Linked DNA regions of Zea mays: region 2 is linked to region 1. A link is a contact called in public Hi-C data. All regions are on one chromosome and are shown on one strand. The core of a region is the stretch at or near the end of the contact, and the rest is flanking DNA. Distances in the headings are between cores, read along the strand shown.

What was found. A called contact is a pair of places that touch in the nucleus more often than the background predicts.
Region 2: a contact with region 1 is called in a Hi-C map of leaf, with 4 times the contacts expected there. The contact joins the promoter of LOC100277680 here to the promoter of LOC100281814 in region 1. A contact is called at or near these places in 5 of 25 Hi-C or Micro-C datasets (ear, endosperm, leaf and 1 more).

Annotation. Positions count from the first base shown.
Region 1 is chr2:190,504,812-190,512,443 of Zm-B73-REFERENCE-NAM-5.0, forward strand. It overlaps LOC100281814, which reads left to right and starts at 1,988. Exons shown (of 4, transcript NM_001349039.1): 1 at 1,988-2,204; 2 at 2,317-2,416; 3 at 7,270-7,422; 4 at 7,507-7,632. The coding sequence starts at 2,069. The coding sequence ends at 7,543. It overlaps LOC100285181, which reads right to left and starts at 1,844. Exons shown (of 4, transcript NM_001158075.1): 1 at 1,597-1,844; 2 at 1-145. The coding sequence starts at 1,797. LOC103647474 (a long non-coding RNA gene) reads left to right here and starts at 2,424. Exons shown (of 2, transcript XR_562868.2): 1 at 2,424-3,612; 2 at 3,703-6,551.
Region 2 is chr2:190,692,862-190,699,415 of Zm-B73-REFERENCE-NAM-5.0, forward strand. It overlaps LOC100277680, which reads left to right and starts at 1,297. Exons shown (of 2, transcript NM_001349007.1): 1 at 1,297-1,427; 2 at 2,513-3,519. The coding sequence starts at 2,532. The coding sequence ends at 3,212. LOC100277696 (GLABROUS1 enhancer-binding protein-like) reads right to left here. Exons shown (of 1, transcript NM_001151198.3): 1 at 6,071-6,554. The coding sequence ends at 6,290.

The DNA of each region.
Region 1 (7,632 bases), core at 738-3,237:
GGTTTAGCTTCACCACTAACCCTCTGTCCTCACCATCAATTGAGAAGCAGGCAAGGTAGTTCCCTGCTTCTGCTGTGGTAAATGCAAATTGCCCCATCGAAACCTTCTCTTTCTTATGAACAATGTCTCCAAAAGGGGACGTAACCTGAAATAATGACCCCCCAAAGAAATGTAAGCATGTTAGACAACTCCCGGTCAATGTCCAGTTCCTCTCCCAGCAAAGTTACCAGTATGTTCTCTATGAAGTGAATTGCAATAGATTTATCCACTACCACTACCATGCGCAAATAAGTCAAAGGCTTTTGAGGGTAAAATGTTGCAATATGGAGGTGGATTCCATGTCTCCTGTGTTTCATAATCACAACTCTATCCAACAAAATGGCGCCCATTTGTAGTTCCCTCTAATCGAAGGTCGAGTTTATGGCCCACATGCAAGATAAGCAAGGTGTTGGACAGCATCTTCCAGTTTCATTATTGAAGAACTAACAATGTAACCGTGATCCATTTGATGTACATGTACCACAAACAATAGTGCAGAAAAAATGGAGAAGGCCTAGGACAGGACGAAAGGAATCAACAACTTGCCGTATTCAGGACCAATTTGACTGAACCTAAAACTAATGGGGAGCCGCAACAGCAATAAAATCACAATGATTTTTTTCTTTCCCAAACAATAACGAGAGTTATGTATCTTTTATAACGGGAAAAACTGTTTTTAATTTTTATCATGCATCTGAGCTAGCAGAATAGTTTTCAAATAGTGTTTTTAGTACACCCACAGACTGCGTGACCACAATGAAAAGAGGCATATGTGATATCTCCCAATGGCTAATCACATGTCCGATGTGCTCAAGTTGACAATTGTCATCGATTGTTAGCTAATAGTACCTAATACCATAACTCCATGACGTCAAAGAAATAACAGCTACTGCACATAATGCACTTCCTTCCATAATACTCCCTCCGACCTTTTTTATTTATCGCGGTTTAGTTTAAAAATAAACTAGCGAATGATAAATATTTGAGAACAGTTACTACACATAATGCACTCCCATTCCAATCCTAGTCTACACAAAAGCATAGAAAATAGAGGAGTACCAACCGATCCACAAAAATTACAATGTATATAACAGTACATTTTTTGTCTATCACCTCCCATGCTGTACTGCTTCGATCAATCCCGATCTGGTGGATGCAAATGGATACCCCAACTGGTGTTTTCTAGGTCGGCTAATTAATTAATTACGGTGTCAACTACTATTTTAGTTCAATTTATCCCCCTTAAACTAATTACGTCGTAACGCCGTTTTAGTCTGATATTGCATTTGTAGAGGATATATCCCGTGCAATCACTTATTTTGGTGCAAGCGTGCAATCAAATTATCCAGAGCATCCAATCTAGATCCAACGGTTTCATATGGAAGGGGTTAAAAGTAAAATAGGTACTATGTTTTAGGTGGAATGGGTTAAATATAAAATAACAGTCATCATTAGATCTAGATCGGATGCACCAGATCGCTTGATTGCACGCTTGCACCAGGATAAGTGATTGCACATGATATGTCCTCGCATTTGTAGGTCCAAACGATTGGTTACCTTGACGGAGATGGTAGGCTGGGCGTGGTGGTGATCATAGAGGACGGAGTAGTCGCCGATGACAACAACGTTGGATTGGATCTCCTCCGACACACACTTAGTCCCTGACGGCGCAATCTCCAGCCATACCGCCCCGGCCCCCGCCGCCATCCACCACACGGCCGCCGCCGCCACCGCGGCCCACGCGCCACCTCGCGCCATCGTCTCTTCCTGCCGCACCACCACAACGAACAGCCCCAAGCGCCACTACGTCCATCTCAACGCGATTCGATAGGCCCATAAACATGCGTGGCGCAACAGGCTCAAAGAAAATACCAAGTTGGGCTTTATTGGACGGAGATTGTTTGGCCCAGTGACTCTACCCACCTCCAGTTTCCACTTAGAAAAGAATAATTTCTCCCGAAAAAGGGTGAAGAGCAGAACGACGAGGAGATTGCTTGGTGGGAGGAGTTGGTGAGGAGAGGTCGCGACCATGGAGAACCTTGCTCTGCTTTGGGGCATCATCGGCCCGGGCGTGTCCGGCGCCATCTTCGGGGCCGGATGGTGGTTCTGGGTGGACGCGGTCGTTTGCAGCGCGGTCCAGGTCTCCTTCCTCCACTACCTTCCAGGTGAGACCGGGAGCCCTAAGATTCGAGGAGTAGCCTCCATTTTTCGCTTGAGAGCTTTGGGGTTCGATTGATGGGTGCGATTCCGTTGGGCATGGGCATGGGCATTTTGCAGGGATCTTCGCTTCGCTGGCGGCGCTCATGTTCAATTGCGTGAACAAGGATGAGATCGGATACGACTATTACTCACCCTACGGGGACGATTCAGAGTGGAGGTGAGGATACTGCTTGATTTGTTAAAGACTGATGGGATTGGTGGATGAATTTAGGGTTTTTGAAATCCAAATGATTGAGTCGATCCCGGTTTTTGATATTATCTGTACGATTGAAGATAAGCATAATTTTAGGAAATCACGCGAATTTGCATGCGACGTAAAAAACTTATGTTACAATGATGCCAGACTTTCGATTCGGGTTAATCTCCATTTCCCTAAGCAGGCTCTGGACTTATAATTGTTGTGAATAGTAAACTAAGGGGGTGTTTTAGACTGCCCCAGGTTCCAGCTCCAGCTGGAGCTATAGTTTATAATATAAATTTGCATAGCTTAAAAAGTATTTTTAATTTAAATAATAAACAAAACGATTTATCTAAATGACTAAATGTTATCTAAAGGTTCACAACTCCAGTTCCGCAGTTTTCTGGAGCATCTAATGACCTGCTCTACCAACTCTATCAAATTTTCTAGAGCTGCAGCAGTCCCAAACACCCGCAGTTATAAATTGTCCATGATCATGGATCATGATGCTTTTATCCTCCTTTATGTTTATTAAGGTAACTAGAACATTAGGCGCCCATTCGGGCGCCCTACAGTTGTTTAAGACAGAAGCTAATGTCGACGAACCAACATAGTTTTGTGCAACTATATTAATTAGATGGTAATAGTAAGATTTAAATAAACACATCAGGGCACCAGATTTAGGCGAAAAGTCATTAGAAATTAATGTTAATATAAGTTGTGTAAGGATGACAAGTAACAAAGAGCATCTTTGGAATAAAACTAAAGGCTCAATATCTTTACCATCATTCCATTATCTAAAAAAAATCTTTACCATCATTTCTAAGACTGTAGCAGCACCACTCACTGCCCTCCCCAACAGAGCAGAAAGAAATCCAATTCATTGGCCTATTGAAAATTCTAAATTCTATCACTGTGTGAAAGAAACCTATCTTCATAGGTAGTTACAGAGAGCAGACTGAAAACTCTTGCGTTCAAAGAGTGATAAAAAGCAAGTAACAATGCTAGTTAGGATCCAAACTGTTAAAACATGTTATGATGTAACTGATAAAATTTAATTCAAGTAATCATTCATCAATCAGGCTTTTCTGAATCACTAATAGTGTATTTTATAGAGTCAGATTTTACAGAGTCACTTGTACTTGTTTCCTTGTTAGGAGGCGAACATCTTACAGGTTCGAACCAATCACATGTTAGTTTATTCTTCAATGCATTCACAAGGTAGTTAATGTAGTTTTTAAATAATATTCCTTTTTTACGAGTAGGTAAAATCTGATGTGCCACAAATGAGGACAAGGTAGGACTTCTTCACTTTTGAACCATCAGAAGAAAGGCATGCTCACAAGCATAGACATCGAATCTATAGGATTGTTCAAACTCCATTGTTACATGGTAACTGAATATGAGGCCAGTCAACCAATCCACCAGCAAAACCAGCACGCATGGCAAAGGTCACAATCATTTCACTCTGCTTCACATTATCAGCATGAAACTGTAGAACAGCTCTTCAAGTTCCCATGTTTATCAGTCTGAACAAAAAAACTACATCAGCCAAATACTGTGTTTTTAAGACAACAAGAGAGTTAATTGTCTAGCAATTTTCTCTTAATTTTACAGCACAATAGGACTCACTGCATTTCCTAAAATGTTATAATTAGTCAGCTTCAGCAGAGAGTAAAAAGGGCAAATTAAAAGAGCACACCTAAAAAGGACACCAGACGTTTACATTGCAACACATGTGACGGGTTTGAACCAACTTTTGGTATTCACAAATAGACAAGCTCTGCAGACTTGACAATCAAAGATAGAAATTCAGAAGGCATATGATGAAGGGAAGGATGCAAAAGTAAAGGTATTGGATAGGTCAATTGAAGAACTCGATAACGTGTATGTGTTTTAGAATGCAAAGTAAGTTGTGTTCCTTCGTTTATTTAGAAGTTAGTTAATTTAATAAACCTTGCTGCAAGACAAATATATGTTACAGTAATTGTTCCAAGATAACTGAAGAGGCATTGGAGATCCAAGTATTACCTTTAATTTAATAAACCTGATTTAGTAGCAAGGCTTGCCATCATCAATCAAAGGTGCTATAACATTTTCACAAATACATCTGACATGGTGTCGAAACTTAGAGGAAATTTCAAAGAAACATTAAGGCAGTCGGGTGGCCTTGATAATATTTTTAATATCATGGTGAATTGCCATTCAGAAGTGGAGGTAATACCTTGTTTATGTGTCCAATAGTATACAACAATTATAAGCTCGTTGCAATAAAATATCAGTAAAGCATTGCCGTCTGCTAGTGTATTTGAACTGTAACATTTCTAGGAAAGATGCTAATGGACCGAGAGTCCGAGACAAAAGAATACATATTCGCAGATGGTTCTAGCTCATGGGTTTGACCCTCAATCACAACTGAAACAGCTAAATGTGAAACTTCCAGAGTACCCACCATAACAAACCACGAGGAGTTGCGACTGGCAGCAAGCAGCAACCATAAATTTAGAACTATTATAGCAGGGCACCTAGTTCATGCGGCGTGATTACCTGATTGCTTTCTCATGTGGTGTGATTACCTGGTTGCTTTCTTGTTTACTGGGAGCAATGGAGGGTGGAGCTTCCACTTCACCGAATCAAGGTGACTTCACGGCTTCCTCTTCCGACTGCGCATCGCCAGCTCCCGCAACGACCCGACCTTCACCATGAGGAGCATTGCCACCGCGGGTGAATCATATCGGCCGCCGTTAGCCCTCCCTCTCCCGATCTGCTACGATTCTTTGACCAGGCCTTGGTCTAGAAACGAAAAGGCGGCGGGGTAAACAGCCGCAGAGTCGAGCAGTGGCCGCAGAGGCAAGCAGAGAGGCCAGTGGGACGACGTGGACCTGATGGAGAGTGGCCTTGGGGAATGTCTGTGAAGTGGAAGGGGGAGGAGAAGGATGGAAGGGCCAATGGTCCAACCGTGCCGCCTGTCGCGCGCGCCCGAGCTCGCCTGCGCGTCCCGCGGCTCGCTGTCTTAGCCCGCCGCCACGCAAAACCCTATGGTCGACGCCACCCTGAACGAGTCAGCCGACGCCACAGAAGCCTCAGACGCCAGCGCACTGCCCTCGCTGGCGCTCGCCATGGACACGACCGGCTAGCTCCACCTGAGACACTACGTGTGGCCACCCTTATGCCCCCGTCGCCTTCTCGGGCGCCTTGAGGGCCACCAGCGACTTGACCCACCTGCTCGATCACGACGGTGGAGATGGAGGGGATCTGGCGAACGTGTGTGTGCGTGGGCGGGGGGTGGGAAAGGGGGCGAAGACTTGCTTCCGAGCGATGATGAGGCTGGCTCCGTCGAGCGGCGGCGGCGCAGGGACGAGGAGCAATGGATCCATGAAGGGAGTCGCCCTATCGCTCGCGAGTACAGTGGATCGGATATGGGGGAGCGGACGTGGACGCGAATGGCTCCATCGAATTGAAGAAATATCTCGGGTCCGTATGGGCAGTTGGGCACGTGCTGGCATGCCGAACTCTCCAGACGCGTGAAACCCGGGGAGGGGCTAGAATTCCCGTGGCTCCAGATACAACATCTCTGTCTGTCAAATATAACTTCTGTATTCAGGTAATGGTGACTTTATGTGTTACTCCTTGTTAGCAGGGTTGTCCTGCCCAGGACACTGTTTTCATGTTTTCTCGCCCCATATTTTGTGCTGTTGAGTCTGCGCAATGGAGTTACATAGATTTGTTTTTCAAATACTGTCTTATCATTTATCTTGATGCTGCAGAACCAATATACAATAGGTCGAATAGACTTGTTTGACTTGAGTTATAATTTGAAAAATCTGAAAACATTAGTCCTGTAAACCAGGCTGAGATACTGGAGGGCATTGTTTGTACTCATGAAAACCTGACACATTTGTGTTTGATTTTGATTATGCACATTATTTTCTACATAACTGTGTCTTGTATCCTTGTCATTGTCATGACATTGGCACCTCCCCCCCTCCACACACACACAGTTGTTCACCTGCTGTTTGATAATATTTTGCCTACTAATTATTTTGAACTTAAATTTTCTGGATTTTAGAGTAATCTATTACCGTATTAGTATTATATTTAGATTTTTTTGAACTGTTGCTTCGTTATGGAACTATTTACATGAAGGTCTTTTTTTTCTTTTTTTTGAACAACTACACTGATCAAGGCTCTAGATTTTAAGGATGTCTGCAGCAACATAAAGCTTGCAAATAAATCATTTGCACCTCTTTTCAAAATGTCGAAATCAAGGAAAATTGTTAGTTAAAAAACATATCTTGGTAAACAAAAGAGTGCATGGACTGCCTTTCATATATTCAACGCAACAAGATAATATTGTAAGCATCATACAGGCCATGCTTCTCAATGTCAACCTGCTTCAAGAATTTGAAAGAAGGCCTTTGGAAATTTTTAGTTGAATCTTCAACATGAGTAGTATAGACTATTAGACTTGTCTTCCAGTCATCCTTACATTCAGTGGCAAGTAGCATTGTGCTATGCGATGCTTCACTTTTCATCAGATTCAGTAAGTCATGTTGTTGTCCTTGTAATCTCAAATCAAAATGAAATATCTTTAAGCTGTCCACAGCAGATCGTGTAAAACATGAGATTTGCACTGTAGACTATACTGGTTAGAGAGTGAAGTTTGAAATAGAGGATATGATAGATAAAGGATGTGATAGAATAACTGCTGGAGTTTAATAGACCAATTTCAGGGTGCTGGAATGTTCTCAAATGGAAGTTAGGGTGTAAGAACTATTTTTCCTGTGATACCTGCATAGAAGTATTCTAACATTGATTTCTTGATCTTGCAGAGTGAAGCTCTGGCTTTTTGTGGCATATGTCGTTTCTTTTGTCTGTTTAGCTGGATCCGTGGGTTTATTGGTGCAAGATGCACTGACGAACAAGGGCCCTTCTGTCTGGACTGGTGTTGCTGGCGTTCTGCAATGTGTTCTTGTGTTGATAAGGTATGTCTGCATTTTTCATCTACTTTAATGTTTCACTCTCGCATGCGCTTGTGTGCTGACTCTGTCTCTCTGTCACCCTTGCAGCGGCCTGGTGTATTGGACATGCCACTCAGAAGATTAAGGGCGTAATGTCATGAGCAGACTTGCAAGGTTGGTCACAGTTGTGTGAAGGAAATTATTTCTGGCAACATATGATTTTGTGTGATGGAA
Region 2 (6,554 bases), core at 47-2,546, 190 kb after region 1:
TTCACAGCCATAGCCCAACCAAATAGACCCTAAGAGTCTAAGGAGATCTCGTTCGTTCTATCTGCTGCCAAAGGATGGAGAGCCTCGGGAGTTGGAGGTTGAATTTCCCTAACATGAGGGCACCAATTTTGCTAAAGCTAAGTTAGACGTGAGATCCTAAGGGCACGTGGCTGGTGCTAGTGAGACCTCCAACGAATTCTTATGATCTTTGGAGGGCGTTTTGGGTTTTTTGTGCTGGCAACAGTTTCTTAGGCTTTCTCCATTAAGGTGCGCTATATGCTCCTCTTCTCTATATTTAGCGTGTGTTTGTGTTTGTGTCCTTTTTATCTCCAGCAGCATGCGCCAAGGGATCCACTAAAATAGTGCACGTCCCCGCTCCCCGGCGTCCTCTAAGGCTATCCGCAACCGTTACAAAAGCTAAGTTAGACGTGAGATCGTAAGGGCACGTGGCTGGTGCTAGTGAGACCTCCAACGAATTCTTATGATCTTTCGAGGGCGTTTTGGGTTTTTTGTGCTGGCAACCGTTTCTTAGGCTTTCTCCATTAAGGTGCGCTATATGCTCCTCTTCTCTATATTTAGCGTGTGTTTGTGTTTGTGTCCTTTTTATCTCCAGCAGCATGCGCCAAGGGATCCACTAAAATAGTGCACGTCCCCGCTCCCCGGCGTTTGTGTCCCTTCGTTTCAGGCTTGCTCGGATAATGCAACAACATGTGATGGAATTGTTACTGTAGCCTAAAATAATGTAGAATGATTACAACATCATGCGGTAAGAATGTACTATGTATAGTATTTTTTTACATTTGTGAATGGTACTTTTTAATAAAAAATGTGTACTATTTTAGGTGAACAAAAAAAAATATACGCCGTATCTTAATACGGGACATACAAACTAATTTTTCTGTTCGCCCGATACGAAAGAAATGTAGAAAACAATGTCTTGTTCATATATAGAATGAAATTTAGAGAACGCGGCTAGAGTAGAAGAAAATATAGATGATATAATTTTTTAGAGTAGAAAAGATATAGATGATAAAATCTTTTATAATGTGTTGTAAAGGATACAGAATATTTTTTAAGGATAAAATTTAGAGAACGCTGCCTTAAATGCTAATGAAATTTGTTAAACTTTTAACCGTCTGACATCAGAAATGTGTCATGTGTGAAAAAGAACGTCCCAGGAGGCCCGCATGCGAGTGAGCTCTCCGCGGGCCGAACAACCCCAGACTGGGCCGGCCGGCCGGCCGTCGCATTTTCCTTCCTTTTGGGAAAATCCTTCCGCACGACCCCGCGTTCCGCCTTCGTTTCTCTGCCTCTCGCCTAGTGTCGCGGTCCGACGACCGGTGTCGCCGCCGTCGCCGCCGCCGCCGCTCTAACGCCAGGTGCTGAGGCCTTCGCCAGCCTCTTTGCCGGCGACGAAAACCCACCAGGTATTCCCACCCGTTCTCTTCCCTTCCTGCTGTGCGAAACCGAGCACCCAAACCCTAACCTAAGGCTATTTGGCTATTTGATGCCTCCTAACTTCGAACTTCTTGGTTCTTGCAAAACTTATCGGCTGTTCATCGATGTCCCTTGGCTGGGTCCAGCCCTGGTGCACACGATGCCTGGCTTCCTGTTCTGATAGTTAGTATAAAGAAGATTTTAGAAATATCAGACACAATATTCCACATGGGCACATATGCCTGTGTGATGGGATTTGGTTTGACAGTTTTACTATGTATCAGTATCACCGCTGATGGTTGATACATATGTTTTTGCATGTTTCATGTAAAATTCGTGTTTCTGCAATCACGCCGAAGTTCTTTTAAGTTTCTCTGTTATTTTGAGTTGTTAGTCTCTACTTCTTTACAAGTCGCAGGACATTTGAGTAGAGGTCCAATTTAGGCGCAGTCACATGGTGAGAATGTGTTGGAATTACTGTACCTTAAATTTGTTCTGTTTGAAATGCCATTTTTCCAGTAGCAACCATAAATATCCAAGTTGTCCATTGCTATGGGGTTTCTAGGAATATAAAAAATGGACCTTCCCAATCTCTGTGGTGAAAATAATTATGCGTCTCTGGTATATGCATGCCAAATACATCTGATTTCCTCTGAAGCAGTTCCCGAACCAAAACAAGAGGTTCGAAGTTGGCAGTAACAGTGCCCACTGAGTTTCTGATCAAAACCAGGCATTTCTGTAACTTGTAAGTGTTTGAACTGTTTGGTAATTTGATGGAAAAATATATATTGCCGTGAATGAGGTAGTATCAATGTTCAGCTTGTGTTTTCCATACTTATAGAATAATGATCAGGATAACAAAGTAAATTGAGTTTGTTTTACTAAATTTATTATTAAGCTATATTTTTTTATTCTTGACTATGTGATAGGTCAGAGTAATTAAAAATATATATAACTTACCCTGTGCTAGCAAACATACTGTTGTATTATGATCCAGGGTCCTTCAGTTTATAGTTGTAATATGGACAAAGTGAATTTCTTTTAATAGACTTCATGGCATCTAACTTGCTATTAGATCTTACAGTCCTTTCAGGATGACCAAGTATACGAGGAACAAAAAAAGTTCATCTTCTCACAGTAGTTCCAGATTCAAAAGAGTTTCCAGAAAGGAGATGTCATTTGCAGTGGAGAAATACGCATGGACAAATGCAACTTGTCCAGTATGCATGGAATTCCCACACAGCGCTGTTCTTCTACTCTGTTCGTCACATGGCAATGGCTGCCGTCCATATATTTGTGCGTCCAGCTACCAGCACTCAAATTGTCTTGATCAGCTTGTAATGTCATGCAGAAAAGAAGCCTCTGAGGACCCAGATGCAATAGAGCTTATGTGTCCCCTATGCCGTGGCGAGGTCAAGGGATATACCTTGGTTGAGCCTGCTCGGAAGCAGCTGAATCGCAAGAGGAGGAGCTGCATGGAAGACGGCTGTTCGTACATGGGCACATACAGAGAGCTCTGCAAGCATGTCCAAAAGAAGCACCCTACTGCAAACCCACGAGCTGTGGACCCCTTGCATGCTTACAGATGGAAGCGGCTTCTATTTCGAAGTTCATTGCATGATATGATTTGTTCAACTACTTCAGAGGCTATGCGAAGGTTTTGTTCTCACATGCTGCAGATTGAAGAGGTTGTGGCTGCTTTGCGAGAGGGTGGTGATCATCGTGGCGCTACCAATGACGATCAACTGATCCATGATCTCTTGACCTCTCGCTGAAATGTGAGAACCTGTGTTGATCCTGCAGGCAATCTTTGCATGAATCCCCAACTTGGCACCCCTGCCGATTCACATTTTCTGACCCGACAAAGCAAACTAGTCTTCATCTGTCCTCAATGAAACAGACTGTTAAAGCTTTGATGGATTTATTCATTCACAGTGATAATGGCTGGTTGAATGGCACGGGGCTTTTTTTCGTACTCATCTAGCCTCTAGTGTGTCATGCGATGCACTGTTCCTGTGCACCCTCCCACTGTATGACTATGACATAACTGTTTCTTATGGAACGCAATGTGTTCCTGTTCATAAAACGAAATCTTGCCCCCTTTTTTCTGCATTTAAATGGGCTCGTTTGGTTTCCTCCCCGGCGAAGCTGCCTGGCTCATGCAGCGCTCCCAGGCGTTGGATTTTTAACGCCTGGGTCTGGGATGGGGCCGGGATGGTTTCCCTGGCAGGCAATTGTTGCCTGTGAGGGTTCCAACCAAACAAGCCCTTCTGCAAGGCGAATGCTGGGTATTGTTGCTTTAGCCTTCATGGAAGATCTGTAGCTTCGTGCTTTCAAATGTAATGGCTCTGTTGAGGTTTGGGGCTTGATTGGATTGTTGCCTAAATTGTCATACTTTGTCTAACTTTTCTATATAAGGTTAGTTCAATTCAAACGATTAATCTTAGGTAAAGTGTGGCACAGTTAGCCACGAACCAAACAGACCTTAAAACTCTAATTCCAAGCTTCTACTGAAGAAGTTAGTTTCGTCAAAAAATTTCTGCGTGTGGATCTCATTGTCATTGGCATACCAGTTTGATGCAGTGAAACTGGGCAATGCACAGGTTTTTTTCTTCAAATCAACCAGTTCCAATAAATTGACGATCTCATTGGCTTAGAGGCAGGCGATGTGGTCTAAACTCTAGGGTTCCTGGTAACCAATGGAAGCCGCATGGCCAATCGTTGACAGAAGCGCAGCTAAACCGATGTGGCATGTTTTGACCAGACGCCGCAATGAGGCTTGTTTGGTTTGTGGCTAACTGTGCCCCACTTTGCCTAAGGTTAGTCGTTCGAATTGAATAACTAACCTTAGGCAGAAAAGTTAGGCAAAGTGTGGCAATTGGGGTAACGAGCCAGCGGCGACCTCGTTTTGCCGCAGCAAGGTACGTGCCTGGATCAGCCTTGCCAGAAGCCAGAACAGCAAGAACAGATCGGCCAAGATACAGCTCTTGCCTCTTGTCTTGTCTTCCGGGAGAAGCTCGGCTCCACGTATGTCTTGTTTGGTTAGCTCCCAATTCATGTGGATTGAGTGAGATTAAGTAGTTTTAAATCACAAACAAATCAATCTTTTTTTTAACTTTTTGCAATCTCATATAATCCATAGGTAATGGAATTAACTGAACAATGCCTGATTTCCATGGATTTTGCAGATGGGGAGGGACTGGGTTACTGGGGGTGTATCGCTGGTTCGGTACTCCAACCCCAGGAATTAGCTTCTCCCAATCAGCAATCGATGCAGCAAATCGTTGCCTATGAACATTTAGCGGCATTGTTCTTCAGCGGCTAATTCCGGGCTAAAACGATTCGAACGGAGGACAAAAATTGCGGTGTGTTTGTGATTCCAATAGGCTACCATGATATGACTAGAGGTGTTTATAGATCGCGATCTAAATATTTCTTCACAATTAGGTAGACACTAAATTAATTTTAGTTAAAAAACTAAATAAAAATATAGTCTAATTCTAATCTAATCAAATTCTTAAATTTTATAGTGTAAAATTTAGAGCCTATACACCCACTATTCCCCTCATGAACTCTTTTTCAGCGACTTCGGCGCACCTTCGCCGCCGGCGAGCCCGCTAGCATGTCCCTTGGTCGGCATGTACCTTTTGAGGCAAGGCGTAGTATACCTTGCTAACCAGTTGAACCCATGAACTCATGTCACCAACCACATCGACATATCGAATAGACAATAGTGGTAAAAAGAAAAGGTCACGTCAAAACCCAAACGCCCGCAGTTAGCCATGATCAGTAAAGTGCATTTATGCGACAGTAATCAAAGTAACGGCAAACTTCACTACATAGTTCGATTTGGACTCGTCCTGGAGCCGGATCGTAGTTGCTCAAGCTCAAGTGTCAGATTTTCATAACTTTTTTTTTTATCACAATAGAAGAAGCTAAAGTTTGGAAGCATATGCGGTCAGCAAACTTTACAGCGTATGGACCATAAAATCAAATCAACACTGACAACAAGAGCCGGCGTCCTGTGGGCTGCCTGGACGCCTAGGCGATATGGCGGTATACCCTGTGGCGCGTCTCACCGCCTAGGTGATGACCACCATGAATACGAGCGGGTCAAATGTTCAGCAAAAGAAAAGAATTACAGTCTGATTTTCACATTAGTAGTTCAAAAGTCCTAAACGTCATATTCTGTAATCGAGTGCCATGGTGCCAAAACATTGTCCTGGAATAAATGTTGAAGTCTTCCATGGCAACATATATTTCCTCCGTTTTGACCATCAACAAACCTCTCCTCTGAACCACGATATTAAGAGGATCACCAAGTACGGCATTCCAGTCTGTAAATACAATCGGAAAAAAAAAGCACCACAAAAGGAGTAAAATAGAACAAAACCTTCATAATGAAGATGCATCAAACCAAACTTGACTAAACATACAGACTGTATACCATATAACGCAAAAGTTAGCACATGTATCATGTATGACACACAAAACACTATGGTACCGTTTGGTTCAGATATTTGTAACGTAATGGGTAAGTGATAACGTTAAATCATGTTTGTTTTAGTCCCACCGTAATCAGATATCATACTAAAAATTGATACCGGACTATTCAAACTTGTTACCAACAGTAATCGAATGTAAACCATTACCATTACCCTTTGCGTTACATTTCTTAAACCAAACAGCACATATGATCCACAGGAACAAGGGAAACACCATCAGTCTCACTTTCTTTCTGTACCTATATTCTTACTGAGACAAGTGCACCTTTGTCCATAAAAGTTAAGTAACTCAGCCACAAAAACTCTATCTAGAAACAAAAGAAGACCAGAAGACCATTCAGTCTCGGTCAACCCTCCAGCGCATCGAGCACCATCTTCACCGTCTCCTTCATCAGTTCCATACGGCGCAGCTGGTGTCTGATCTCTGTCAACCTGAACTTTCGCAGTTTTTCCTCCATCCCACGCGCTTTGGGGCCTTCGATCGACTCGAAGGCCTTCTTGAATGCTACCCCGTTCGGGTGCTCCTTTGACAGATCCTCCACAGTCTCCCAAAGGTAGGGGTAAGCATCCTTTCCCTTCTCAGTATCAAACTTCCCTCTGCTATTGGCTTTC